5 separate regions of the Mus musculus genome follow, and regions 1, 2, 3 and 5 are each linked to region 4. Evidence: chromatin contacts called from public HiCAR-type and promoter capture Hi-C data. All regions are on one chromosome and are shown on one strand. Each heading gives the region's core, a stretch centred on a gene start, on an enhancer-like site or on the middle of the called end of the contact. The rest is flanking DNA. Distances are from core to core; before and after follow the strand shown. Region 1 holds the start of Ryk (receptor-like tyrosine kinase). Region 2 holds the start of Anapc13 (anaphase promoting complex subunit 13). Region 3 holds the start of Nmnat3 (nicotinamide nucleotide adenylyltransferase 3). Region 4 holds the start of Nck1 (non-catalytic region of tyrosine kinase adaptor protein 1). Region 5 holds the start of Slco2a1 (solute carrier organic anion transporter family, member 2a1).

Region 1 (5,807 bases), core at 3,029-5,528, 2.3 Mb after region 4:
AAATTCTCTCTCTATATATTGGCTCTATGAAGGACGCACATGTACAGAATGCTCAAGCTCACCAGTTATGGAAGGCAATAAAGATCAAACAATAATAAACCAATTTCCTTTTTCCAGTGGCTGTGATAAAACAACAACCAAACCAAACAACACCGACAAAAGACAGCAGCAGCAACTACAACAACAAAACACAAAATAACTTGGGAGGAGGAAGGGTTGATTTGGCTTACAGCTTACAGTCCGCCACTGAGGGGAATCCAAGGCAGGAACTTGAGGCAGGAACTTAAGGCAGGAATGGAAAGAGACACCATGGAGGAATGTTATTTAGTGGTTTGCTCAGTTTGCTTTCTTATAAACCCAGGAAACCACCCACAATGGGTGAGGCCGAGTCTCATCGATCATCAATCAAGAAAAATGCCCTGTGGACGTGACCAAAGGCCAGTCTGATGGAGGCAATTCCTCAGTTGGTGACTCTAACTGGTATCAGGTTGACAATAACTAACCAGTACAATTTACCTATTAAGCTTTCTGGTAAAAAAAAAAAAAGGCACTTTGGTAAAATCTTTTGAAGGGCAACTGAACACAATATATATATTGAGTTTGAGGTCAGCTTGGGGGTAGTGGCCCTGTCCTCCCCCTAAAAAAAAAAACCCAAAAACCCACAATTTATGTGAATCATGATTTTATATATGAAGTGGAAAAAAATTAAGCCCAGCTGTGGATCTAATATATATGGATGTGTAAATCCTACACAAAAGACTATGGGAATAAGCACTGAGTTGGATGTTTAGGAAGAACAATCAAGGTGTACGTGAAGAGGAAAGTTCATCTTCTGTGCTATGGACTTCTCTAATGCTTGATCTGTTTATAGTGGGACTGGGTTGGCTTACGTGAGGAAAGAGATGGTTTACAGAGTGGCCTTCTTAGGTAATCCAGCAGAGGACCCTAGTGGGAATATAAATCAGTCAGGGGTAGGGGTGGGGCGCCCCTGGCTCTGTGAACTCTGGGCTGCCAGAATATCTTTGTGGGTGCCAACCAGTGGAGATGCTGAGGCTATGCCAGCGCCATGCATGAGACACCTGTTACTTCATCTCACAACCTGTGACCAGCCTGCTGTGTTTCCATGCATCCATCCTGTGGTATTTCAAGCCTAAAGCTGGCCTGTGTCTAGAACAGTGAACACCAAGTGTTATGTCCTGACTTTTCTTAACTATGTCTTCAGCCACAGTGACAGGAAAAACCAAGGAGGTTGGCGGTAGGTGGGCAGAGTGTGGTCATGGCCGTGGCCTCCATTTTCCCTGGGGACAAAGAAACCTCAGGCAGACGTCAGAACTTCCCAGCATCTAGATGTTGAGGCTTACTGGGAAATGTCAGAGACTGCCACCCACACCTTGGCAGGGGAGAGAAGAGTCTTAGAGAACTCTGTCTGACATAGGAAGAGTCTGGAGTCTGAGAGTTCAATAAGAGTGTTGCAATTTTCTTCTTATTCAGAGATCAATATGTGAATATAGATGTGAAGGAGGTGGGAAAAGAAGCAATAAAGATGTTGGCAGAACAAACATTCCTGAGGAAGGATTGCGCCTAAGACTGGAAGAGAGAGAAAGCCATAATTGAAGCCATGGTAGCTGAAGGTAGGAGATACAGTCAGAAGGCAAGGGAGAGGTAGGGCTTGAGACCCGCCTTCTCTCCTTGCAAGAACTTTGCTTTTATTCTAGATGAGCCAGAGAGATATTGGCAGTCAGAAGGCCAGTGAATAATGCATCCGGCTGGTGTTTTACAGGATGGCTTTGGCTGTTGGGAACAGACTGAGTGAGCGAGACAGTAGCAGGCAGGTGCCCTGGGGGTGGTAGGGGTGTGGGGGTGTGGATACGGGCGTGGGGAGGCACCCGTAACAGATCAAAGGAGAGGCAGGAGTTGAGCCTTTCTTAGCTGAGGGGCCAATACCAGAATCACCTTTAGGGTTCACGGAAACACAGGTTGGCCCCCCAATTCCAGCTGTTCCTCTCCTTATCTCCTTAGTCGGGTTTGAGCCTAGGACTTTGCATTTCTATAATTCCCCGGTGAAGCAGCTGGTTTGGGAGTCACACGCAGAGACCCTTAAGTTTTCCCCCATAGCACGGATGAAAGCTCACATCCTTGTAAGTACTGAAGGAAGCTCTTTGGCATTCCTGCACCCTAGTGTGCTTCATACAGCAAAAATTCATGTTGGGTACAGGCTCTGGGTTATGCAGGGGGGGTTAGTGAAGGGACTTTTGGAGGATACCTCATTTGAACTGTTTGGTGATGAAACTACACAGAAGTGGCCATTAGAAGGAAGGGTTCATTATGTCAACAGTAATCATAACAATTGTAGCAGTCACCCAGTGTCCGCCCAGGTGTTTTATTTATAGCTTCTCCAATTAAATCCTTGTAAAAGCCCTGCAAGTCAGGCCTTACCGCTGGTGCTTAACCGAGGCTAGGAGAGTTTAATTTTCCCAAGGCCACACCATTGATAAATACCAGTGCTTAGTCCCGCTTGACTGACACCTTTGGGATATATTGTATCATAGTATCTCAAGATGTCACTGGCTAAAGATATGGAAGTAAACCAGCCTCTAGAAGACTCAGCTTCCATTCTTGGAGATTATTAGCTTGCTGCAAAAAATGTAGACAGCAAACCTTTGCTTTCAAGACGGCTCCGCCCCCACCCCCTTTGTTTTCTTGAGTAGAGAGCCCTGTTCACAGCATAGGTTCCTAGAGTCCTTCCTGGCAGGGCCCTGGTTCCCTACGAGGTAGCTGTGGCCACAGGTGACTTGTGTTTTTCATCATTCACTGATGGCATGCTTTTGTTCAGTTCATGCCCACTTCCTGGTCTCTTCCTGCAGGGCACTGTATTCTGTGCTGGGGAACTGAAGCTTGACAAATTGAGGCCAGCTTGTCTCCAAATGGAATCCATCCCTCTCACTACAGGAGAGAGGGGGGAAAAATATCAAGATCCAACTATCCTCCTCTTCGGTCTCTCTCCCTGCCCTGGCAGGGGATACAGGTAATATCTCTCAGGGCCTGCGTGTGGATGGGCAACTGGGAGCTTGAAGCTAGGCCGGGCAGAAAGCAGCTGCTCTCCACAGGCAAGGAGGGAGGCATAAGGTCAGTGAACGGGTCACAGGGATGGGATGACCCTGTTCTGGAGGAAGTGAGAAGGGATGCTTGGGAGCCAGCCTGAGTGATGGCTTGTGGAGTAAGCTTGACTGGGGCTTCCCCAAATTCTTCATCAGAGTCTCTGGGATGTATCAGAGATCCTTAACCGGTTTAGGGAGACAAGGGCTTCCTAGAGCAAGGGATGAAATGTAAAAACCACTCTCCAGTATGTGAAAGCACCCATGCACACAGACAGCCATGTACAGCCATAAGCACACACTCACATACATTCCATGTTTTGGAGGGGGGGGCTGGCATGGACCACAGGTTAAAAGCCCAGATACAGGTTGATTTACAGTAAAGGAGAACTAGGATAATAAAAGTTCGTCACATGTAAAAATAAGCTTGCTGGGCATGGGTGGCACAGGCCTTTAATCCTGGCACTTGGGAAGCAGAGGCAGGCAGATCTCTGTGAGTTCAAGGCCAGCTTGGTCTACATAGCAAGTTCCATGCGGGCCAGGGCTACATAGTGAGACCCTGTCTCAAAACAAACAAACAAACAAACAAACTGTAAACCAAAATACAAAATAAAAAGTTTACTAAGGTTTTATGAGTTTTTTTTGTTTTTGTTTTTGCTTTCTGGAAAGTGTGTGGCATGTGAATTTTAGGGAACAGACATGCTAACTAGAGGCTGACCTCTGATGGTGGGATAAGGGAAGATTTCTACGTACCCGTCCCTTCTCACTAAATAAAACAGCATTCTTTTCTTTTGAGACAGCATCCAAGACTCAGGGCGCACCTGGGGAAGAATAAAGAGACCAACCGACTCTAGGCCTCAACGACTTGGGCTGGGGACTGGCTATATTAGCCTAGAGCCCTTCGCCTGGCCAGGGCACTTCATTATTGTTTTTGATTAGTTTGTGTCTCTTTAACTCATTTCCTTTATTCCTCGCGCGTTTCAGCCTGGCAAACAACGTAATGTTATTTATACCAACCCCTACGCGCGGCCCCCACCCCGACCTCAGGTCTGAGACGCTCTCCCGTGCACGCGCGCCCCAGAACCAGGCGCTCTCGGTCGGGCGGCACATGCGTGCGCGCCCTCGCGCACGGCGGGCACGCGCACGCGCGCGTCTCCGCCCGCAGCTCGCCCCCCCACCCCCTCCCGTTCCCGGGCGGCGGGTCTGAAGCGGCGGCGCGATGAGCTGGCCGGCCGCCCCCGGCTCGGGGCTGTGAGGCGCTCGGGGCCGGGGTGCGCGGCGGCGCGGCGGGCGGCGGACGCTCCTGCTCGGCGGCGGCCATGCGCGCGGGCCGGGGCGGCGTCCCGGGGAGCGGCGGCCTGAGGGCCCCGCCGCCGCCGCTGCTGCTGCTGCTGCTGGCGATGCTGCCCGCCGCCGCCCCGCGGTCCCCGGCCCTGGCCGCCGCTCCTGCGGGACCCAGCGTGAGCCTCTACCTGAGCGAGGACGAGGTGCGCCGGCTGCTTGGTGAGTGGCGCGGCTCCCGGGGCCTCGTGAGCCCGCGGTGCTGCCGCTGCGCCGCCCGCGCTCTCTCTCTCTCTCTCCCTCTCTGCAGCCTCCCTGCGCGTGTCACTCTAGGCCGCGGAGCTCCGGAGCCTCGGAGTCGGCGCTCGGGACACGGGTGGCCGCTCCTTAGCCTGCTGTGGGTGGCCCACAGGCCACGCCGCCGCCGTGCGCTTGCTTTCTGGTTAGCGAGTGGGGGGCAAGGTGAGCCGGGCGCCCTGAGTTGTGTGGCATCCTGCACACCTTCGGGCCGACCGGATCCCAAGCATCGGGGTTTGCCTTGGGTTCCTTGAGTGTGACCTGATGCTGCCGTTCCAGGCCACTTGCCTACTCTGCAGACCCTGAAGCGAGAGGAGAACTTGGCTTTGGGGTCCGTCGGCGGTGGTTCCGTTTACCTGTTTAGCCCGTTGTTTGGGGAGTCCGACTCTGCCCTCCGCTTGGAACTCTGTGCATTCTGAAAATCAGCCCTTGAAGGAAGGCCTGGCCAGCCATCAAAAGGAAGTCTCTGATAGTTAGGGATACCCAGCTTTTGCCGTCTTTTGTGCATTAAGGCAGTCCCTTCACTTTTTATCGGGGTGTTTTAGAGTGAAGTGTTGGAACTGGAAAGGTCTCCCCCTAAATATCCATTAAGTGTCACTTTTTTAGTGAGCGAGTATGCCTCCCCCAAGTGTGTGTGTGTGTGTGTGTGGTGTGCGCGCGCGTGTGTATGCGTATGTGTGTATTAGAGGAGGTTTTTTTGTTTGTTTGTTTGTTTGTTTGTTTTGTTTTGTTTTTCCTTTCCAGACAGGGACTTTATGTAGCCTGGGCTGTTTTGGAATCCACTATGTAGACCAGGTTGGCCTCAAGCTCACAGAGAGCCTTCTGCCTGTTAGAAGAGTTTCTTAGGGTCTGTTGAGAGAGTTTAGCCTCGGAATGAAAACTGCTTTTAGCAGACTGTTTAGACATAGTTGTATGTGTAGGTTTATCGGCTTTAACTAAAGAACTGTGTTTTCCTAACATCCTAATTTAACCTTCCTTATAGTCTAGTTGAATTAGCTGAATTTAGTCTAGCAGAATTGAAATGGCATCTGAGTTACGCCTGGAGCATGGGAGAAAGGCTTGGGAAAAAATAACGATTTGTAGTGCGGCTCCTAGGCGTGCTTTTGTAAGGGTTGTTTTTGTTGTTGTTAAAAG
Region 2 (5,188 bases), core at 2,209-4,708, 2.1 Mb after region 4:
AGCATACATCTGTGGAGGGGCCTGTGATAAGGTGAAAACAGCTACAAAGCAAGAAGAAGAAGTGTGTTCGCCTTTGGGTGCTTATTTACTGAAGAACAAACTGAGAACTACTGCCTTTACGGAGGGAAGTGATCAGGTGGGGGAGTCAGGGATAAAGCTAACTTTCTACAGAGCAGGTTTGCTCTTTTACAGGGACGATGACAGTGCTTTCTAACTACCACACAGAGAGGAAAGCAGCAGCACTGACCGGGATCCTAGCACTGGGGAGGTGAAGCAGGAAGATCTTAAGTTCAAGGTCATCCTTGACTACAAAAAAACCCAGCTAAAGCAAAACTAGGAGGAAATGATACAATTTCAGGTATCAAAAAAATGTTGGGGCTGGAGAGATGGCTCAGCGATTAAGAGTGCTGACTGCTCTTCTGAAGGTCGTGAGTTCAATTTCCAGCAACCACATGGTGGCTCACAGCCATCTGTGATGAGATCTGATGCCCTCTTCTGTAGTGTCTGAAGACAGCTACAGTGTACTTACATATAATAAATAAATCTTTTTAAAAAATTGTTATATGTTCAAACAATGTAAACACATAGAAGCCTATTGGTTGGTTGGTTGGTTGGTTTTTAAGATAAAGCCCTTGGGTTACTTTTGGAGGTTGCTACGTCACAGATTTAAACACATTCAAGTCTATCTGTTTGTTTTAAGGTGGAGCCCTTGGGTTACCTTTGGAGGTTGCTAGGCCACCAATTCATTGCTGTAGTCTGAAAAGAAAGGAACGGAGTTAAGCATTTTGCTTGCCATTCCTGTACAAACTGTACTTCAGGATAGTCAGCTGCGGAAGGCAAGTTCATCATAAGAGTGCCAGCTAAGCAGCACTGGGCACATGACGCCACTAGAAAGCACCACGGTGGCTCTCACTCAGTAATCGGCCCAGGCACTATTAGCCATGAAGAGCTCCCTATTGACCAAAGGCTCTTGGGCAATTTCATGGTGGCTCAACTGAGCAAACAGCACAGGAACCCCGACATACACAGCTTAATTCTAACATCCCTAGTGGGGTGACTCAGACATTACAAGTCTCCCTGACAATGAACGCAACAGATAATTTTTATAATATAAAACCTATACCTTTGAGTTTTCTTGTACCTGCCATCAAAAATCAAGGCTGAATCTAACACTGTATTTCAAAAGATCATTGTATTGCAACAGAACTTTCTGTAATTATGGAAACATCTTATCAGTATTAATCAGACAATAGCCACTAGGCAGCCTGTGTGTGCTGGGCATTTCCAATGTGGCTAATGCATCTGGGGAACCAAACAGTTCATTTAAAATGTCAGGGCTGGCTGATGACTGCCACACTGGATAGTGTAGTTCAAGATTTAGCCAGTGAAGGAGAGGTCATAGAAGAGGTAGAGGCATAAATTCAAAAATATATACAACCAGCTAAACCTGAGTGATAAAGAAACGGGAGGTAAGAACCTGCTTGGGGGGGGGGGAGAAATAGGGGATTTTCAGAGGGGAAACTAGGAAAGGGGATAACATTTGAAATGTAAATAAAGAAAATATCATATATACACATATAATACATGTATATAATATATATGTATATATATGAAAGAAAGAAATTGAGGGTTTTGATTATTGATTAGAGGGTTTTGAAGGCCTAGCAACCGAATGCAGCTGACAGTTCTCTGTAGGACTTTGGTCTACAAGTCTACAACTTTGGTATTACAAGCACATATGGAATAGCTGAAGAACCTGAACTCACCGGACACTGACACTGTGTGCTTTTTATAAATTTGTACTGATGTAAAAATAGTACTGTGGTTTTTGTAAAACTTAAAAAAGCAACTCTAGCCTTTGGCATGGGGAGCACCTTAAGCTATGACAGTGTGGACTAATGCTGTCACCATCAGCCACCACACAGTACAGGAAAGCCTAAGTAACCGGTCCCTACCGCTCCACGGGAGGAAGCAGCAGCAGCATGATTAACAATATCTCCATTGTTTCTGAAACTTCAGCATATACACATTTTAAAGGGACATGTGTCTGTGGTTTAAGTCTCTAACCCTCTTTAGTTTCGCAGCCTCCTTTACTATACTGACCACTGAGGACGACACAGTAAAAGACAGAGAGCACGGGACAAAAATTAACCTAAAAATGGCGCTGCATTCCAAATAAGATAATTCGTTTCATCATATCGTTAAGCTGCAGCCTTTAAGAATAAGTGTAAAAGCCGGGCGTGGTGGCGCACGCCTTTAATCCCAGCACTCGGGAGGCAGAGGCAGGCGGATTTCTGAGTTCGAGGACAGCCTGGTCTACAGAGTGAGTTCCAGAACAGCCAGGGCTACACAGAGAAACCCTGTCTCGAAAAACAAAACAAAAAAAAAAAGTGTAAAAAGCTAAAGATAACTATAGCCATTGATCTCTGACTTACATACAAAATATAAAATACAAATATTCGAGTTGTACAAAGAGCTATAATAAAGTAATACATTTTTGAAACTCTAAATTGGCCTCAAGAAAGCCAGGCGAGGTGGCGCGGATCCTTAATTAGGAGACATAGGTAGGCCCATCTCTGAGTTTGAGGCCAGCCTGGTCTACACTGCAAGTTCCAGATCATAGCTACAAAGGAGAGCCAGCGCTAGTTGGGGAGAATGGGGAGCACTTTTGGCAACAAGTCTACAGTCTGTAAATGAAAACTAGGTCTGACATCAGAATGCACTAACTCCACGATTTTGTAAAGGACAAAAGCCCATTCACTGTCAAGTGTCTCCGCGTGAAAGCGCTGTTGTGGAATTCCCCTTTCCAAACTTTCACTCCACCAATCTTGTTTCCTATGCTTGACTTGAAAGCGTGAAGCCATCTGCAATTCCCCTGCCATCAGGGGTTCCCGCCACATTTCCGCACCTCTCATACTAACATCACCAAGGAACCCTGCGGGCTTCCCGCTGGGCGGCTAACGCTAAGGCCTGGTCCTACACCGGCGGCAGCAGCAGCAGCCGGGTCCCTTCCCGGGAGCCATGCAGCCCACAGCCCGCAGCCCGCCCTCCCGCAGGCCGAAGCACCTGGCCGGCCAGCCCAGAGTCCCATAGGGAGGAGGAGGAACCCAGGGGCGCGACGACCGGGCAGCCGCAACCCGGCATTGGAAAGCCCCGCGGCAGGTGGGCCGCAACGAGCTGCGGCCGCGGGCCATGAGGCCTGGAGCCTAGCGGCACCACCGTGGCCAGGGCCGAGACCGCACCACAGTTAGCCGCAGCTCGCCCGTCTTTGGGGCATGCGGTCGGTTACAGAGCGCGCCCCCGGCAGAGCGCGCCTCCGGCGGAGCGCGCCCCCGGGCCTGCCCGCCGTTCCTCCGGCCGGGGATGCGCGCAAGTCACAACAAATCGCTGTCCGTCCCGCCCCCTGCCGCAGCGCTTGGACTCACCCACATCCGGGGCTTGAGAGCGCCGCGAGTCACGTGACCCAGAAGAAGGGCGGGGCCGGGAGGAAGCCGACGCGCGCGCAGTGGGTAAGGGTTTTTCGCGCCCGCGGCCCGGGTTTCCGAGGGTGGCCAAGCGTTCGCCCTCGAACTCCGGCGTCTACCGCTTCCAGAGGCGCGGGCCGGTACTTTCAACCGAGCTTCAGAGCCACTTCTTTACTGCACGCTGTGCGGAGTGGAACGGAGCCCCCATGGCGACGCTCGACCTCCCCCCTTGCACTTCCGCATGTAGTATCCTCCCACCCCTCGAACCGGAAGTCGCTGCAGCGGGTGACTGTAGTGTCCCAGGATGGTGGCCTCCGAGGGCCATTTTAGTGTAGGCGCCGTGCTCGTAGCTTAGAAATACATTTACAAAGCTGTGTGCATGAAAGGTGTGTATGTCTCATAGGACGTACGCATCTAATGTCTAGAAAGAGATATCCGGGCAATGTGACAAGCTTTCCTCCTGTTGTCACGTATTGTGCCCAGAGATCTAGGGGACTGGTGAAGGAATGGACCCTTGGGACTGCACTCAGCCTGGGGTCTAAAGGAAACAATCTGAGAGCTGAGAGTTTGATATTATCTGGTATCCGGAGCGGGGGAACTTTCTGTTTACGTAAAGGGTGAGCACCCGAGCACCTGACCCAGGAAAATAGATGTGTTTGGAAGGACGGCCAAGCATAAGTGATGAGGGACGGGGGTGGGTGAAAAGCGTGCTAGTTTCTAAGCATGTAGAAGAGAGTCATGTTACAAAGTATTGAGGCGAACTTGTGGAAAGACTGGGTATCCTTACATTACCGCTGGAGACAGTAGTACCCTGCCAGTCAGTCACAAAGCTGACCTGACTTGTTTCATAGATCATTTGAGGCAAGCAGCAAAGCATTCAAGGACAGAGCCTGCTGAAAAGCTGGAGAGAAAGTCAGAGCACTTTAGAAAAAGGTGCAATCCATAGGGACTGGGAAAGTCAGCACCAGAAGGTGTGAAATGCAGCCCAAGGCTCAGCTACAAAAACAAAAGGCTTGTCAAACCCTGAGGGGTGATTAGAAGTGGCCCTTCAGCTGGCTTTGCGTTATCCACTAGCTAGGGTCTGGTTATGTCTGAGGAAAACTGCTAAGTTATCACCTGGTTTTAACGTGGCAGAGGGAGCTTCAGTGTGTGTGTGTGTGTATACGCGTACACGAAAGTTGTGGTGGTGGGGGAGATTTCTGCGTACAGGTGGAGTTGTAGATGAGTGTAGAGGCCAGAGGTCAACATCAGTGTCTTCCTTTATTACTTTGAATCTTAAACCTGGAGCTTTCTGATTCAGTTAAACTGCCTGGCCTGGCAGCTTCCCAGAGAACACAAGTGTGCCATCGTGCCAGGCTTTTTCTGCGGGTGCCAGGAATCTGAATTCAGGTCTTTTTGCTTGCACAGCAAGCACTTCACTCCACTGAACCTCCTCCCAGGCCCCAGGTTGTTTAATTTTTTAAAGTAAAAAGCCCTTTCCCTCCTACAGACTAGGTAGATAGCGCTAGCTTGCTTGCCTTTATTCTGTTGGAGGCAAGCACATAGCCGCGTAGCACAGTTTGTTTCTTGTATGAGTCTCCCTTCTCTCGGAAACAGAACAGTTCCTGAGAGAGCCACTGGTACTAATCCTCACAAGACCTTTCCTTGGGTTGCCACTTTGTGGCAGGGAGCACAGTAGGGTGTGTTTGTGATAAGGAACAAACTTGGAAGCCAGAAACCCAAAA
Region 3 (5,461 bases), core at 2,928-5,427, 2.2 Mb before region 4:
CACCTTCAAGGAAAAATTAGTTGTTAGAACAGCAAAGTGGCCTCCGTCTGGCCTTCTGTTCTAGAAACAGCTCATTGCTTAGCTGCATTTAATAATCCATGAAACACTTCTATTAGCTTTGGTGTGGATTGTGTGAGTGCAGGAGTTAAAACAAAGTGAGGGGCAGAAATAGGAAACATGCAAAAAAATAAAAAAAAAAGGAAAAGAAGTGATATCTTCAATATTTGATCAAGGCCTCTATGTTCAGGTAACCAGTTACCAGCATAGGCTCGCCAACACCAACAGAAGCCGTGGAATACCACGTTGAATTATTCAGGTGACCAGGGGAACCTGTTTCTTCTTTTTACGACTTTTAAATGAGTATGCAGCTTTTCAAGCTAACCTTTACTTAAATATTTAGCACAGAAACTGAGGTCAAATATAAAATAGGAAAAAAGAAATCTCACTCAAAAACTCCAGCTGTAATTATGAATCAGATTATGGGATGCAGCTCAGCCTCTTCGTCTCCCCCTTCCTGTGCTCCAACAATTTCTTCTAGTGTGGGAAGAGCTCGGTCTCCGCCAGTTGGAAGTCTGAATTTTAGAATGACTTTTAGGTTTGTGTTTATCCACAATATTCCTGTCATTCACCCAATTCAATCCTTTATTTGTACATTTGTTTAACACATGATTTTTGAATATTTGCTTTGTCCCAGGCACTTGCCTAGGTGTGGGACTATATCAGGAAGAGTCGGCCTCTCCTGACTGTGTTAGTATACATTGAGAGAGACAGGTTAAAATGTAGAAATGTACCTCAAAGGCCGGTTGAAAATACTATGAAAGCGGTGGTGTATGGGAGTGATTCCTTGGGGGCAGCCTGGCTGACTGAAAAGCTAAGGAGTTGGGCAGGTGGCCTTGAGAGTAGGTGGAGCATATCCCTGGGTGGGCGAGAAGTACCGTGCAGGCTCTGATGCACACAGCCGGTGCACCTGTATCACGTTCTCCTCTCCTTCTGTGACTACCCGCCTGACCCAAACAATTTAAGGGAGAAAGGATCTACTTTGGCTTGCGGTTCAGAGGGAAGAGGCCACTGTGCGTACACTGGGGAAGGCATGGTGGCTGAAGCAGAGTGTGCTGGGGGCTTGTGCTATGACTTGTTATTGCTTGCCAGATCAAGAAAACAGGGAGGATCAGAAGCTGGGTGCTATGACAGTCAATGCCTGCTCCTTGTGGAGTGGCCTATGTCAACCAGCTAAGCACTGTGTTCCAATACCAAATGTGCACAAAGTCAGGATCAAGTGCCCAAAACACTAGCACTTGGAAGACATTTTGCATTAAAACTACAACAGTGTCCCAAGAAAGAGCAGCAAAACCAAGGAGAGTAAAGATTAGGAAGGGTCACTGCATGGTGTAATTTATGAGAGCCTTGGGGGCATTTTTATGCCTATGCAGGCCATGGGAGAGACTTAGGATTTTAGCCTAATTGTGATGTAAGCCAGCCAGGCTTCTGTATGGTGTAGATTGATTCCAAGTTTAAAAGGCCCATCATTCTTGCTCAACATAGAGGCTTTCTAGTGGAGGCTGGCTTCAGTAGCCATAAAAGAAAGACTTGCCACCAATGCTGTCTGCTCTTTGGTTGTAAGAGAGCACCCGCCTTCTGAAGCACTTGCAGTGGTTGAAAGGCCCGCCATCTTTGGTCATTTTAAAAGTCCACCAGTCTCTTTTCACACATCCTATTTTTTTATTCGACCAAAGCTTGCTCTTTCCGAAGGAGAACTTAGAAGTCAAGGTAAGAAAGAATTGCCTCACTAAATGCGGAGGATGGCCAGTCAATCGTCCCATGTGCAGTTCTTCTGAGGACCAGTTCTTCAGAAGGTCCTCAGAACACAGCCTAAGATGACCATTCTCAGCTAGCTATGCATTGATGGCTGTCCAAAGTGCTCCTAGTGAGGGAGACATCCTCAGAACGTGTTAACTGACAGAAGACAGGAGCAGAGAGAGAACGGTTATCCAAATGCTGATCTCATGTTGGTAATGGTAATTTCATGCCTAGAAATCATTTCAGAACTGTTCAAAAAACACAGGCTAATTTGTCAGCTCATTTTTATTCCCTGGGGACTCGCCTCCTGCAGATTTCCCTTGGGCGGGATAATCCCAAGCCATGTTCATGCTTGGCATACTGCTTTGTAGACTATTCCTTCAAGATTATGCTGATTCTCATCACGTGTTACAGGGGAGTGCTGGCTTAACAATGCCTCCTCACTGTGCACTTGCCCTGCCCTCTAAACTATTCTACTTACCTGCAATCTTATACCTTATAAACTTCCACTCAACTGCACGTACCATAGTCTACTTAGGAGAGACTCAAGCACATATTCTCCATCAAATCCTTTCTGTGATGGTATCTCTAGATGTCTTCCTTTAGTGAACAGGGTCATAGAGAAATTAAATGTACCCAGAGGCTCCCATTCTACTTATGATGGAGTAGCCAGCTGTGACGGGGATCCTGTTATTCCCCTTCAGAATAAAAGCAGCTAGGCTTCGGTCCAGCCTGGGTTTCTCAGGCCTGCCTCTCCCCGCTATGTTAGCTAAAGCCTGGCTGTTATATAAGGTTTGTGCTGCCTTCCCAAAGCACACAGTGCTTCTCACCCAGTCTTCTCTTCAGCCAGGCCTCAGTCTTCCATGATGCAGGGTGGAAATCTTCCTCTGAAGGAGAAGTCATTGTTCAGGCTCTCTCTGGCTGGCTGTGTCTAGTCTCTGCCTCCACAGCCCCGGGTCCTGACTCAGAAAGACTTGGCCTTTGGTTAATTTATGAAAGTAAACCAACCTGTAGGAGTGTGTACACTACATATGCTCACAGATGCCTCCAAATTTTGTGACACACCACCTACGCTGCTGGCATCAGTAAGAAACTATCCAAAGGACACTGTACACTTAGCTACTATCGTGCTGCTTGAACCTCCTCCAAAGCCATCGAGGTAGAGGGTTGTTTCTACTGATTACAGGGAAGGAAACTGAAACCTGAGTAGGTAAAGCTGCTTGCTTGGGGTCACTTTATGGAGGTGCATTGTACCCTAAGTTTCCCAGAAGAAACGCAAAGGGCACAGGGTCTACTGCCTGAGTGGGGAGGTATCTTTTCCCTGGTTTCTTAGTGGGGCTACCTGTGTGCCCACATACTGATTAATGGCAAAGGTGTGGCCCTTCCTAAGAGCCTGGGAATATCATGGGAGACTGGGGATAGAAACTGGGTCCAGAGCTAGCTCTCCACCCAGGAGTTGATTTATCACTGTGGCTAGGAGGAGGGGGGAGCTTAAATGTTTAGCATTCACAAGCCTTGACATCACCCTTGATTTTTCCCCCCACCCTGCAACTCACTCCATTAGGATTGACAGGCCACGGTGAAGCTTCTTGTGAGGGCTGGGCAGTTATAGAGGGTTATGGGAGGCTGAGAAACTACTCTGCATTAGCGAGGCAAATTAAGGTTCTAAATTACACAAAGACCTCCGGGAGTAGGTCCTGAATCTCCAAGGATTCGGTTGCAATTTCTTAGTATGAATGAATATACTTGCCAGAAAGTCCTAATTGTATTTTCTTTCTAAAATAGCCCCCATTTTCCCCTCCCCCAAACTGTGCCAGCTTCAGAACCCCATCCCCCCACAACCTTTATCCTCACCAAGGCAGAGCTGGAGAATAGAGGTGTAAATGTGTCAGAAGAGGGAAGCAGGGGCCCAGGAAGAGTAAATCCTCATCTAACATGGCAGAAAGTCAATAGATAAATCAAGAAATCGCTATGTAAGCTCTTTTTCTTTCTTTCTTTCTTTTTTTTTTTTTTTTTTTTTTTTTTTGCGACAAAAAGTGACCATCCAAGGAAGGGACTGATGAAAAAGGGCTCTAGGTAGAGCAGAACAGGAGGGGCTTGTTTCTTTCATTGTAAGTAGCTATTTTATACTTTAAGAACTGTTCATACATTGCTTGATATGGTTTTAATTCAGGCTTTTAAAAACCAGAGTGAAAGTTAGATGAAAGAAACAAACAGAATACAAAACTAAAAAAAAAAGTAAAAAATGAAAACACAGAGCAGAAAGGCCACAGATGACAATCTACTGAGGACCTGAAGAGCGGGGGCGGGGCACGGGGCGTGGTCTTAGGTCGCTGAGGGGGCGGGGCAAAGCTCCGCTCTGTCTCCCGGGAGTTCCGCCCACAGCAGGAAGCTGGGAGCGCAAGGTCAAGTTCACTCGCGGCTCCGCCCCCAGCCTGGGTCAAGACTAGTTAGTCTTAGGGCGATCTGCGGGGTGACCCATCCTGGTCGAGCAGCAGATCCGCGGTCCCTGTTGACTCTGAGCGGAGCCCCGCGACGCGCAGGTAAGCACAGCCAGCGACCTTGGCTGCCTGCTTCGCCCGCGTGGGTGTCCACGAAGCCTTGAGTCCCCGCGTACCTACCAGGCCCACGTGACTCTCGGGGGCGGCGACTCGGGCGCGCGCGCGCACGACAGAGTCAGATGGCTGTGGAGCGCAGAACCACGCTAGCCCCACGGTCACTTTTCTGACCGATTGGCTCGAGCTGACACGGGTTCGGATCCCCCCTGCAGCACGTTTACAGTCAGTTAAAAGTAAGTGTGTGACAATTACAGCGTATTGTTCAGTGTTCTCTTTCTATTGGCCTAAGTGGGGTTCCAGCGATTGTCACGTGTAGCGTGCTGCCCCGCAGAGCACAGACTAGCGAGGAGACCTCCAGCAAAGGCAAACCACACACATTAAAGTATGACAGTTCAAATTAGTAGGAGCTGTGGAGATAATTTTTAAGATAAGTAAATAAAAGCGCAGGGTGCTGGAGAAGTTTTATTACGTTTCCCGTCAGCAAAACCTGCTGGAGCTAAAGCTACCCCGTGAATGACGGAATTCCAGACATAAAGTAAGGCTTGGGAAGGAGGTTCCCTTGGGATCGTCCTGCAGAGAGCTGGTGCCTGCGAGTTCCTGTCCTAGTTAGTCGACGTCAACAAGTGAGTCATCTGGAAAGAGAGAACTTGGAGTTTTTAAATGCCACCATTAGACTAACCTGACCAAAAGGGTGTGGGGGCATTTTCTTGATTACTGATGTATGTAGGAGGGCTCAGCCCACAGTGGGGGATTCCACCACACCCTTTCCCACGTCCCCCACCCCAGTGGTGGTCCTTAGTTGTAATAGGCTGAGCAAGCCTTGGAGAACAAGCCAGGAAGCAGTGGTCCTCCATGGCCTCAGCTTCAGCCCCTGCCTGGATTTCTATCATTAATGGGACTGTGACGTTGGGAGAGCAAGGCAAATAAAGGCTTCCTACCCGAGTTGCTTTTGATCAGGGCATTTGCCTCGGCAGTTTCTTAAGCCACTGTTCTAAGATGGGACTGCTTGTACTACCAGGAAATGGGTTTGTGGGAAGCAGCTGCCAGAGCTGTTCAGACAGCAGCGGGCACAGCAGGGGTGAAGGTATCTCTGCTCCTCAAGACTG
Region 4 (5,897 bases), core at 2,036-4,535:
CGGAATCCCAGCTACTGGGAGGCTGAAATCAGGAGATGGAAGATCACATTAGAACAAAATTTGAGCAACAATTTAGAGCAACGATTTGAGAGCCCACCTCAAAATAAAAGTGTTGGATCTCTAGGGGGAAAACACAAAATGAAAATTACATATTGCACAAGGTAATAATATGGTATCATAAAGAACACATGACACTTGAATAAGATGACTTTGAGTCTCAGCTCTGCCCCAACATCAAGATGTGGACATGTCAGTAGATATTTAGCATGGATTTCACGTTCTCAATCTAGAAAACAAAAGGCTAGATTCCAGTGTTTCAACAACGTTCCATGATATCATGACACAAATCCATATAAAATTAAAAAGCAAGGGGAAAAAAAAAGTCAGCTGGGGAAAGGATGTTTAAGAAAAAAGCACAGCAATAACTACACAAGCAAATGTCATCACAAAACACACCGCTCTGTGCGCTAACTTAAAAAGAAAGAGGGCGTGCGAAACAAACAAACAAAGACTCAGTTTAACATAGGTAACAGAAAATCTTGACAACCTTCACTCAAATCACAATTAAATTTCTAGGGACTGGAAAGATGTCTCCAGTTAAATTCAAGTATGGTTCTTGCAAAAGATCCAAGGCTGATTCCCTACAACAGGAGGCTTGTGACCCCCTGTAAGTATCTGACACTTTCTCCTGGCCTCCCTTTTCAGGCACCTGCCTCTTGTGCACATATCATGCCCTCAACATACATACAAGCACACACTTTTTAAAAATGTTTAACAATATGTAAAACAATGTAACTCTGGATGGGTGTCAAGATGCCTCTGTAGTTAAAGGTACCTACAGCCAAGCCTAAAAACCTGAGTTCACTTCATGGGACCTCTGTGGGGGACAGAGAACTGACCCCTCACAAGCTGTCCTGACTCTGGGTGTAGAAAATATAATAACCAATCACTTTTTTAAAAAATAGAACTTTAGACTGATGATACACCTCAAAGGTTTATGAGAAGCCATTGGTCTCACCCCAAAACTGAGGGAAGGCAAAAGAGACAGGAGAGGGAAAGAGAAGAGAGGGCGGGGAAGGGAGGAAGGAAATTAAGGAAGAAGGAAAGCTTAGCGAACTTTTCCTTTGCAAAGTTAGTAGTTTGCAGAGAATGTTTCTGTATTAGGACAGATGGCTCAGTGGTTAAGAGCTCTTGCAGAGGATCTCTGTTCTGTCCCCAGAGTCCACAGCACATGTCGTACAAAACACTACAAAACACATAAAATAAAAATAAACCCTTAAAAGACTGGAATCTAGAGGAAAGATATTACTAGTGTCTAAACAGTGAAAAATATGTTCAAAGTATTATTTTAAGATCAGCACAGGCAGAACACATTTGAGATCCTCCAGGCAGAAAATCCAGTTAGAGTTACTGAGTAGTTCAGAAACTGAAAAACAATATATAAGAATACAAAGGTAAGATTTTTTTTTTAAAGAAAACAACTACAAAAAAACAGTACAATGTTAAGGTTTATGTCTGGGTTCCTGAAAGCATGCTACTAATGTATCGCTAATGAAAGACAGCTTGGAGGCGTGGGGCATCAGTTGTGAAGGGAAGACTTTGAAGTTCTATTTCCTTGATAGGTTAAAGTGAGAATCAGGCAGGCCTGTCAAATTGTCGTCAAACTGTTGGATTTGTTAAATGCTCAGTTCACGTTTCCTCCAATTTTACTTAACAGTGAAATAATCATTTGATTTTCTGGCATTGAAAGCATCCATTCTTCCACATTGCCAGAGTTAATTCATTTTTTTTCAAGTTCTCCTGAGAAGGAATTTATTTACAATAATAATCACAACAAGCCTTGAACTCTAGAACGAAGTTCTCAAATTAGAAAATCAGCAGCATAAACTATCACTCAATGTTTAATAAGGCAATACATTAACGTGTCGACTTATTAATACACGGATCTGTTGGGCTTGGAAACCTAAACAATTTAAAATGCTTGCTGGGGAGGCAAATCTTTTCAAACATAATGCTCATACATACAGCGGAGACATCAACACAATGTACGCTTTAGTTACTCTAGCCAATTCCTACAGAAGTTTTCCCAGAGAAAGCACCACATGTGGCCACGATGAAAAAAAAGTACTAATCAACCAACGCATACGCTTTGACTTAACTATCACGATGTGAAGAGAATATCTATTTAAAAACAAGACTGAAAATGATCAATCAAAACTTTCTCCTTGGACTATTTCTCTGTTCATGTTGTGACGTCGCTAAAGGCTGAAAGCACACAATTGATTTCCAGGTGCTTAAGAAACCGTTAAGGCTGATTGATCATCATCAAGCTACCAAAGCTTTTGAAAATGGAACGCTTCTTGCAAAACTTGACCCGTTTTTTTGGCCGAACCCTGGATTCTCACTGCTCCCCACCCAAGATGGGGTCAGGAAGTTTTCTTCATCTCGTTCTTTCCTAACTCCTGTGAATTCTTTCCTAACTAAGGGCAGTATTTTTCTTCGGGTGACTTCAGCTCGGCTCGACGTTAACCGGTCATGTTACGGTCCTCAACCCTGAACAAAAAACCAGCTTCCTTCCAACCCAGCTGTTAACACTGAACCGACCTAGCACGGAAACCCGTACGACAACAGTACGAAACCAACCCAGAGGACTGCTTTTCCTGGACCAACCCCACCTCAACAGCCCCCGGACACCCACATCTCTCCTGCTCCGGAACGGGAGGGGGAGGGGAGGGCGCGCCCCGAGGATGTCCCCCCTCTCGGCTTCCTCAGGCTGGCGGCTGGAGGTGAGAGCGCCCTTCCTGCCAGCCTACCGTCCCGGCCTCGGACACCGACACAGACCGCCGACAGGGCTTTCTGCGGAGAACCGCCGAGGCAGCGCGCCGCACACTTGCCTGCCCGCCTCCCCGACCGGCGCTCGCAGCTCAGGCCAGAGGCCGCGGGGTCACCGGGCTGCACCGCGGACACCCGAGCTCCGCCGAGCGGCCTCCCCGCCCCCTCCGCTCCGCTCCGCCGCCAGCAGACGGCGCCCCCGGGCCAACTTCGCCGGGGAAAGAGGAAGCGACTAGAGACTAGCAGGCAGAGCGGACCGACCGGGAGACCGAAAGGACTGTGCGTGTGTCCGCACGCGAGCGAGGCCGTCTCACCTTCCCTCCGCCGAGCCCTCGGCTCCAGTCACCTGAGGACCGCACCGGGACGCCACCGCGGCTGCCCGGATGCCGTTACCGCACGAGGCCTGTGCTGCGCCGCCGCGTAGCTCTCGGAGAGGGGCGGGGCGCGCGCAACCGGTGGGCGGACCGTTGCGGGCAGGAAACCCGCTCCACGCCCAATCTAATAGGCTCCATCGCCTCCTGCGCCCGCCCCTGACGCTTCAGCGGAATGCGCCGCTCCGGGATTGGGCGAGCGGGCTTGTCAATCAAGCGCGGGCCCTGAGTGGTCCCTGAGCTGAGACTGCGCGGCCTTTGGACAGAAGGTGAGGAGCGCCGGGCCCCACCGCCCTGTTCTCCCCTAGCCTCCTCGGTGGCTGCTTACTTTCCGCCTCTCCCACTGCTACTAAAACCTGTCATTCATTTTAAATCGCTCATTAATGTCGAACAGCGGTCCCGAGTTCAACCCAGACTACTCTGGTGCCTGCATCTGAAAGGGCCGACCAGCTGCAGATCTTAGGGACAGGGAGCGACAAAGAAAATGAAGCCTCGGGGGAAAAATGTAAGATGTTTGTTAATGAAAACCACAACCAAAATAAGCTTTGCGAGCAACTTCCGAGTGCCCTGGCGCGTGGGTAGCCTTCATTCCCGGCTTCCAGTCCTGTGAAAAGGACAGTTACTTCTGCCCTAGGGGTGAGTATGGCAGTGGCACAGTCCCAGCCACCTGCCAAGGAAGGCATCAATAAATCGGCTCTCCTTCCTAACTTGCCTTACAGCGACTCATAACCTGCCTCACTATTTCCCAATCACCTTTGTTGCTTAGTGTGGGTGTGGCACCTAAAAGAAACATTCTAGGTTAGGTAATTTTATGGAAACACGAGTTTTTGCCTCCAGCGTAGCTGCACCCATATACCTAGATTGCAAAGTCTATTAAAAGAACTGTTTCACCCACGCCCACCTCGTGCCTAGCACATCATCCTCAACAATCGAGGAATTAATACAGCTTCCTTTCATCTTTTAAAAATTCATTTTTATTCTTTGTGTGTTCGAGTGTTTGGTGTACTTGTGTTATACTTGTGTATAATTTTGCTGCCCATGGAGGTCAAATGAGGGTATAGGATCTTCTGGAACTGGAGTTACAGATGGTTTTGAACCACCCTGTGGGTGCTGGGAATCAAACTCAGGCCCCTTGGAAGACCAGCGCTCTTAATCACTGAATCTCAGCCCCTTCCTTTAGCTATACTACAAGCCCTACCTGTAAATCCTAAAAAGTTGTTTTCTGCTTTTAACTTAATTGCATGTTAATAAATACATGGGTGGCCTGCCCTAGGTAAAATACAAGTTACCTGTAGCCCCTTTTAATCCTGAGTTTAGTTGAGAAAAGTAGAACATAAAACTGGGGAAAGGATACTCTGCCTATTGTTAGTATCAAAAGTAAGTAATGCAAATTATATATTTAAAAACATACATACCGAAGAGAAGGGGGTGATGCATGCAGAAGCAGGTGGATCGAGGCCAGCCTGGTCTACAGATTGAGTGTGAGTTCCAGGACAGCCAGGGCTACCCAGAGAAACCCTGTCTCAAAAAACAAAAAGACAAATATATATATATATATATATATATGCAGAGACAGGTTCAAGTTCTGCAAGTTCAAGGCCACCCTGGTTTATGTAGCAAATCCTAGGACAGTCAAGGCTACATAGAGAGATGCTATCTCAAAAGCAAAAACATACAGGCAGCTGACCCCCATTAACTCCAAAGGAGGATATTTGGGGTAATAAAGGAAATAAGAATCCTCCATATCTTAAGACCTTTCCCAGTAAGCTATTGACAGCTTATATAGTTAGAATGACCTAGTTTAGTGTCCCTATCATACAGTAATGTTTAGGAGGAAGAAAATCCTACCTATCTGCTATCAAGAAGTTATCACAGACTTGATATTGAAGTGTAAACATTAGTGGGCCCTACTAAATAAACTTAACTTCTGGATTTAGTATAGTTATGCTGTTATAGGAAAGAGTCTACCTTGTATGGAAGGTGCTAAAATAGGCACTGCAGATCTTGAGTCCACACCAGTGTCAGATATTGAGATTTAAACCAACCTGTATTATTTCTGTGCTAACCATATCAACAGTTGTATGTAGGGACAGATGGGCATTAAGCCACAATGAGAGGGAAATGTGTAGTAAGACTATTTGAGCAAAAAGAAGGGCTTGGGAGGGAGTTACCAAGTCTAAAGACATTAAGCAATTATAGTAATGTTGATGGAGCAGACAGTGGCTAGATTTGAAGCAATGTGTTAGGAAAGCTGAGGTCCTTAGAGTTTATCCTACAAGAAATGAGAAAGAGTTGTTTCACTAAAGAGTTGTTTTTCAGTACTTTTTCAGTAGATCATTCTGATGTTTTCTAGCTCTTGTTTCTACTGAGAAGCAAGTAGCAATTCAAAAAAAAAAAAAAACCAACTTTCTTTTATGTGTGATGGGTTTTGCTTACATGCAGTTCCCTCAGAGACCAGAAGAGGGCACCAAATTCTGGAACTGAAATACCAGACAGTTGTTAGTTGCGAGTGGGTGCTAGGAACCCAACTCGTCTTCTAAAGACCACAGTGACAGGAGCTGAACTATGACCCTGAAAGGACATTGTACAGCATAAAAATTTTTTAAAAAGGATAAAACTGTAGGCATAATGTTTTTATACACTGTGTTAATCAAATGCTGATTTCTCTGCCCTCATACCTTGTTTCAGTCCAGA
Region 5 (6,034 bases), core at 316-2,815, 2.5 Mb after region 4:
GGTCAATGCCAGGCCAGTGAGTCTGTTTCAAAAACAAGATGGAAGACATCTGAGAAACACGTGGGGCTGTCCTCTGGCCTCCACCCTCCTTCATTCTACACAAGAGTGCTTCATGGCTGGGCTTTGGCATCAGGCAACACTGAGTTCTGGGTCTAGTTCTATTACTTCCTTGCAGTGTGGCTTTGGTCCCTCTAATTGATCCCTCTGGCATCCTTACCTGTAAAGTCCAGATCATCAAAGCAACCCTCTCTCACTTAGATCTAGCACTGGTGGTACAAGAAATCTACATAGCATCAGGCACAATCCACCATGGATGGGGCCTTCTGTGTCCAGTGTACACTGTCACCTCTAACTACCTGTGTCCCACGGTGGTCCAGTGAGCCAGTCTGTCTGTACTTTTCTCTGCAGGTGAACAAAGCAACGAAGAAGTTGCCCACTGTCCAACAGCCTCTGGATTATTGCTGTGTCCAGAGTCCTTGGCCTCGCTTGCTAGTGCGTAGGAAGAAGTCCCCAGACCGACCAGACCAGAGTTGAGAAAACATCAGCCTTCAGAAATAACGAAGCAGTGGGCTCCATCCTTCACCCATATTGTTCTCCATATTGACAGCATCTTTTCCTGGGCTGGGCTGGAAGAGGTGGTTCTGCCCAAGACAATAGAGTAGGAAGCTGGAAGGGCGCCTCCTCCGAACTGCCTCAAGAGCTTTTGCGGGATCTATTTTGTCTTTTTCTGGAAAAGGCTCACCTTCTTTCCCTAAGGTCCCAGTCCAGGAGAGGAAAAAATATCTTGCTCACTCCAGCCTCGCAGAGGAGGTCAGGGTTGGGGCAATCCCTGTCAGACCAGCGCTTCCTTTTGTCCCAACCCCCAGCACTTCAGGCCAGACCCGCTGACACTCGACAGCGCCTGCAGTTTACCTTGGCTCCGGTCCAGTGAGTTTGAGCCCAGCCCTGGGGCGGCCCCCACCTCTCCACCTTGTTACGCCTTCCCACCCTCCTCTGCAGCGCAAAGAGCAGTTTAAATATAAATCAGTCCTCAGCACAAACAGAGCTTGGGCAGCGAGTCTCAGAGCCATCACCGGAACCGAGGGCCCAGGTTTGCGGAGCGAGTGCAGACACGCAGAGCCCTGCTCTGGACAACCCCAAGAGCCACAGAGACTCCTCGCTCCCTTCCATCACCCCGTGCCCCTCGAGTCCACTCTAGCTCCCCACCCCTTCCCCAGTGCCGCGCCCACCTTAAATCCCCAGGTTTCTCCTGGCCTGCAGCCTCCTGCCTCCTCCATACGCGGTCTCCTCTTCCTCGGGGACCCGCCATCTCCCCACACACTACCCCCAACCCTCAACCCTGGCCAGCAGGACCTGATAGGCAGCCAAGGCTCACCCAGCTCGAGTCCCAGAGCCTCTGGGCTTCCGCAGCCGCGACTCCAGGACCCAAGACACCTGCCTGGGGGAGGCGACAGCGGCTGGGCGGGGGCTAGCAGCACCTCTGACACCCGAGGAAGAGAGGGAGGAGAGAGAGCGCGTTTCATCATCGCTGCCACTTATAAAAACTTCTGGGCGCTCACTCTCTCGCTCAGTCTCCACGTCTCGCTCCCCATAGCCCGGCTACCGCCGCTGAAGCCTGAAGCACCCAAGTCCCGCAGAACCTGACCCCGGCCTGTCGCCACCACCTTGGCCCGGTCAGGGGACGTCGCCTCAGTCACGATGGGGCTCCTGCCCAAGCCCGGAGCACGCCAGGGCAGCGGCACCTCCTCGGTCCCAGCCAGACGTTGCTCCCGCTCGGTCTTCAACAACATTAAGGTGAGTAGTGTTGTGAGTAGTGTTCGTGTTCGGGGCAGGAGGGCGGCAGAGTGGGTGACACAACCTAGGACGTCGATGAGGCCAGTCCGGGAGCTCTGGGTTGCACCCGGCTCCCTTCTCTGTCCCCGGTGCCACATCCGTGGGGCCTGGCCCGGCGCGTGAGCGTGAGCGTGAGGGGGCGACACCTCTCTCTCTCTCTCTCTCTCTCTCTCTCTCTCTCTCTCTCTCTCTCTCTCTCTGTGTGTGTGTGTGTGTGTGTGTGTGTGTGTGTGTTGCGCGCATATGCTCATAGGCTCTCGTGGGGAGTAATAATCAGAACAGACGTAACTTTGTAAAGGGGAACTGTCCTGTTCTTCCATGGAGAAAGAACACCTCCAGGGAATTCTGTTGGGTCTCTGCTGTGGGTATGCGCTCTTCCTTAATGAGAAGGGATGCAGAGGAGTTTAGCCAGCACCTTGTGGGCAACAGGCTGTGGGCAGCCTGAGATGCAAGTCAGAGCACAGGCACCTTGTCTCAGTGGATGGTAGAAGCCTGCATTCCTTGCCTGGGTTTTCATCTTTGCAATAGTTGGGAGTCGCAGATTAGATTGCTACCTGGCTGCATAGCTCCCAGCAGTTTTGAGGATTCCCCAGCTCTCCTGGTCTCAAGAAAACAGCAGGCACTCGAGGTTTATGGAGAAAGGCCACCAGAGGTGCCTGTGGCCTGAGAGTTATGAGGAGTTAATAGAAAAAAGAGGAAGCTGTTAGCATGAGAATGCCTTCTTTGGTAAGGGTCAAAAGTAGGGTCCACTTCCCCCAGGTCTTGAAGGACCTGGAATGGTTGCGTCCTCACAATATTTGGGAGAGAGGTTCCTGAAGAAGGTATCTCCTGGAAGGGGCTAGACGACCTTGGTCAGACATCCAGGCGCCCTGGGGTCCGGCAAGCATATGGTGCAGAGAGATTATTTCCCACAATTCCTACCTTAGATGTAATGGGTGCCCAGACCTCACATGGAAGGATTGGAGAAATGTGAACAGGCTATGTGTGTCTAACGGAAAGAGACTGGGGTTTGGGGGGTGGGGTGGGGCAGAGCGAATGCCACCTGCATGTTCTGCCTCAGGCTGTTACTGGTAGAACTGGGGTTCCTCGTGGGGATCCCTCTTTTGTTACTACCACCACCACCACCATGGTTTTAAAGGGCTACCTTGATTTCCCATTGGAATATTCCTAACACAGAAAATTGGAGGTAATTGAAAACAGTCCTCAGATCTCCTCCCCTCTAGCCAGACCTGGATGGGAATTCCATTTATTATTTTGGTTCTACCAATTTAGAGGGACTTGGAGAATTATGGAGATTTTTTTTAAAACTTGCTAATTAGAAGGAAAGGGTGTGTCTAAAGGATGGGTGGTCTCAAAGGAATGGGATTGTGGCAGCACGAGAAGGAGGTCACTCTCATTTTCCCCAAGAATGGAAAGAGAGGTGGCTGTCCCAGGATTCCTGATGGTGAGGGTGACAAGAGTGACTCAGCACCTCCAACCCCTAAGAATAAGTGGGTGGCAGCCATTTCGTTGAAAAATATAAAAATAAGATAAAACCCACATTCATATGCTGAGATTCATGCCTGAGACCTGGACCTAGGCCAGTTGGCCTCAGAAGGGAGAGTCAAGAGCTCTTATCAGTCAAGAGGTTTTGAGTCTGTTAAAACATTTCCTTGGTTGGAGGATAATAAGCATCAGATGACAGGCAATTTGGAGAGCCCCCACCTTAGCCAGGTTCGTCCTGGAGACCCTAGGCACACCTGAGTGGAGATCCTAGCTAAGCTTTTTCTTGCTGGTGACTCTATGCCTGGGCCTTTGCTATTCGAAGGGAGATTTTCTCCTCTTGATAACAGGCTGGGTGATTACCTTATACCTTCCCAGCAAGGGAAAGGTGACACAAGTGACACAAGTGGGGCAGGTGACAAGGGACATCCAGCCCAATAGCTTGTCACTTTGCTGGCATCTTTGTCACTGGGATGGACTGTCAAGAGCGGATGTTGCTATAAACCCATGTGCCACATGATCTGAGGGAGGAGTAGAGTCTGAGAATACAGATCCACGGCCCAGCCCGGCCACACTCACTTCCTGGGTCACTCAGGACAGACACATGGCTCACCTTTCTTGGCCCTCTGGGGTCCTTTTCTGAAAGAGTGGGTGTCATGAATAGTTCCCACCATGCACCTCAGTAAGAATGCCCTAGGGTAAGAGTTAAACTGGGCCTCCCCAGGGTGAGCCCCACTTCTGTAAACAAGGCATCGCATTCGATGTTGTCCAGGAGCTCCGGTTTCAATGTTAGACCAGCTCTGAATGACGCCCTGGTCTCCATCCTTGACACCACACTGTGAGCCTGCACAGGTCAAGCCAGATAGGAGGGTACTGAGGTGGGAGAGTGAGTCCCACCTCTAACCAAGATGCTATTTGTAATTGATACTTACCAACAAAGGCAAACATCCGTTTTCTTCAGTGGAGTGTCCCTGTGAATATCAAACCACACTTCAGAGCAGACCCGTATCCCCGGGGTAGCTGGCCAAGATAAAACAAAACCCATTTTTGTTTGTTTGTTTGTTTGTTTGTTTGTTGTGGGCTTTTTGTTTAGCTTGGGCATTTTTAGCTTATTGTTTTGTTTTGTTTTGATTTTTGTGAGATTTATTTATTTATTTATTTATTTATTTATTTATTTTAAAGCCTACAGCACCCTCTGGTCTCCCAGTAGTAACCAAGCCTTACCCTACTTAGCTTCCAAGATCAGACGAGATTGGGTGCATTCAGGGTGGTATGGTCATAGATGAGTGCTGTTTTGTTTTGTTTTGTTTGAAAGAGAGAGAGAAAGCATAAAGTTGAGTGGTTGGTGAGGTGGAGAGGACCTGGGAGGAGTAGGGGGAGAAAAAACATGATCAAACTATAATATTGGACAAAAGTTGTTAAAAATCTTTAAAAATGATTAAAAGATAGATTTTAAAAACTCAAAATAAAAATTAGAAAAAAACTGGGTGTGGTGGTCTTGTAATCTTAGCATCCAGGAGATAAAGGCAGGAGAACTAGAAGCTTAAGTTATCACTGGCTATAGAGTAAGCTGGAGACAGCCTGGGCTACATGAGACCTGTGAAAGAAAGAAAGAAAAAGAGAGAGAGAGAGAGAGAGAGAGAGAGAGAGAGAGAGAGAAAGGAAGAAAGGAAGGAAGGAAGGAAGAGAGAAAAAAGAAACCATTGTCCCATTAGTTCCATGATGCAGTTATTAGTTATCAATGACAGTTAATAATATTAATCACAATGTCCATAATAATAACAAATAATAGCTAACAGTAATTGAGCTCTATGAATGTACAGACCTTGAGGATCTTGCACGCACATCCCATCTGCTTTACAACTCTAGCAGAGGATAACATTACCAACCTCACTGGTAAGGCAATCAATTCTTCATGGACCAGGAAGGGAGGCAGGGAGAAGCAGGAACAGCTATGGCACAAAGTACTGTCCTCATGAGCACTATCGTCTACGCTGGCTCTATAACTGGCGACAACACAGCCATCACTTAACAGTACTTTCTCCAGGACCAGAAGACATTCAGAAGTGGGTACAGAGGGGACCCAGACATGAATCCCCAATGCTGACCCACTCCTGCCTCTTCTCTCTTCACAAGGCTCCATGAAAGAGCCTTGCACCTATTTATTATTATTATTATTATTATCATCATTATTATTATTATTACATGAAACGGTGCTGGAATTAAAGGTGTGAGGCACCACCATGCAGCCAGGGGAATTTTTACATAGCCTGTGTGTGTGTGTGTGTGTGTGTGTGTGTGTGTGTGTGTGTGTGTGTGTGTGTGTAACAAGTTGATGTGCAGCTATGTGGAGGCCAGAGGACAATCTACAGTATCAGCCTTAGGGACAGCTTCCATCTCCTTTGAGAAAGGGTTTTAAATGGCCTGAAGCTCACTGACTATGGTCAACTAAGCCATGGATCCCTAGCCATGGATCCCTAGGGCTCCCCTGTCTCTACCTACTGCTAGGGTCAAACCCACTCTGTGTCTGGGTAATGTCATTCTTACACAGGTACTAAGGCTAGAACCGGGATCCTCCTGCGCATGCGGCAAGCACTTTATAGGTTGGGAAGTGTTTTGCTTCTGGTTTATTTTGTGGTGCTGTTGAATCCCAAGCCATGAGCCATATAAGAGAGCATTCTACCACTGAGTCACCTCCCAGGCCCTGTGGGGTGAAGAT

What was found. Promoter capture Hi-C pulls out the DNA fragments that hold promoters and counts their contacts. HiCAR-type assays count read pairs that join an accessible place to other places.
Region 1: a promoter capture Hi-C map of hippocampal neurons shows a contact between it and region 4, with 4 times the contacts expected there. The contact joins the promoter of Ryk here to the promoter of Nck1 in region 4. A contact is called at or near these places in 1 of 39 promoter capture datasets (hippocampal neurons) and 1 of 115 datasets of contacts at active chromatin or transcription factors (astrocytes).
Region 2: a HiCAR-type map of astrocytes shows a contact between it and region 4, with 5 times the contacts expected there. The contact joins the promoter of Anapc13 here to the promoter of Nck1 in region 4. A contact is called at or near these places in 4 of 39 promoter capture datasets (the C10 cell line, embryonic stem cells, liver and 1 more), 1 of 484 Hi-C or Micro-C datasets (pre-B cells), 1 of 115 datasets of contacts at active chromatin or transcription factors (astrocytes) and 2 of 9 other capture datasets (adipose tissue and liver).
Region 3: a contact with region 4 is called in a promoter capture Hi-C map of pre-B cells, with 4 times the contacts expected there. The contact joins the promoter of Nmnat3 here to the promoter of Nck1 in region 4. A contact is called at or near these places in 1 of 39 promoter capture datasets (pre-B cells) and 1 of 484 Hi-C or Micro-C datasets (B cells).
Region 5: a contact with region 4 is called in a promoter capture Hi-C map of embryonic stem cells, with 2.4 times the contacts expected there. The contact joins the promoter of Slco2a1 here to the promoter of Nck1 in region 4. A contact is called at or near these places in 2 of 39 promoter capture datasets (embryonic stem cells and liver).

What each region holds. Positions count from the first base shown.
Region 1 is chr9:102,830,642-102,836,448 of GRCm38.p6, forward strand. It overlaps Ryk (receptor-like tyrosine kinase), which reads left to right and starts at 4,279. Exons shown (of 15, transcript NM_013649.3): 1 at 4,279-4,598. The coding sequence starts at 4,415.
Region 2 is chr9:102,622,838-102,628,025 of GRCm38.p6, forward strand. It overlaps Anapc13 (anaphase promoting complex subunit 13), which reads left to right and starts at 3,459. Exons shown (of 3, transcript NM_181394.3): 1 at 3,459-3,509. It overlaps Cep63 (centrosomal protein 63), which reads right to left and starts at 3,287. Exons shown (of 17, transcript NM_001081122.1): 1 at 3,067-3,287; 2 at 719-756. The coding sequence starts at 3,144.
Region 3 is chr9:98,292,393-98,297,853 of GRCm38.p6, forward strand. It overlaps Nmnat3 (nicotinamide nucleotide adenylyltransferase 3), which reads left to right and starts at 4,178. Exons shown (of 5, transcript NM_144533.3): 1 at 4,178-4,588. Gm46126 (a long non-coding RNA gene) reads right to left here. Exons shown (of 2, transcript XR_001779264.2): 2 at 4,805-4,987.
Region 4 is chr9:100,542,849-100,548,745 of GRCm38.p6, forward strand. Nck1 (non-catalytic region of tyrosine kinase adaptor protein 1) reads right to left here and starts at 3,286. Exons shown (of 4, transcript NM_010878.3): 1 at 3,147-3,286. It overlaps Gm46139 (synapsin-1-like), which reads left to right. Exons shown (of 2, transcript XM_017313741.1): 2 at 2,609-5,897. The coding sequence ends at 3,256.
Region 5 is chr9:103,006,922-103,012,955 of GRCm38.p6, forward strand. Slco2a1 (solute carrier organic anion transporter family, member 2a1) reads left to right here and starts at 1,566. Exons shown (of 14, transcript NM_033314.4): 1 at 1,566-1,794. The coding sequence starts at 1,699.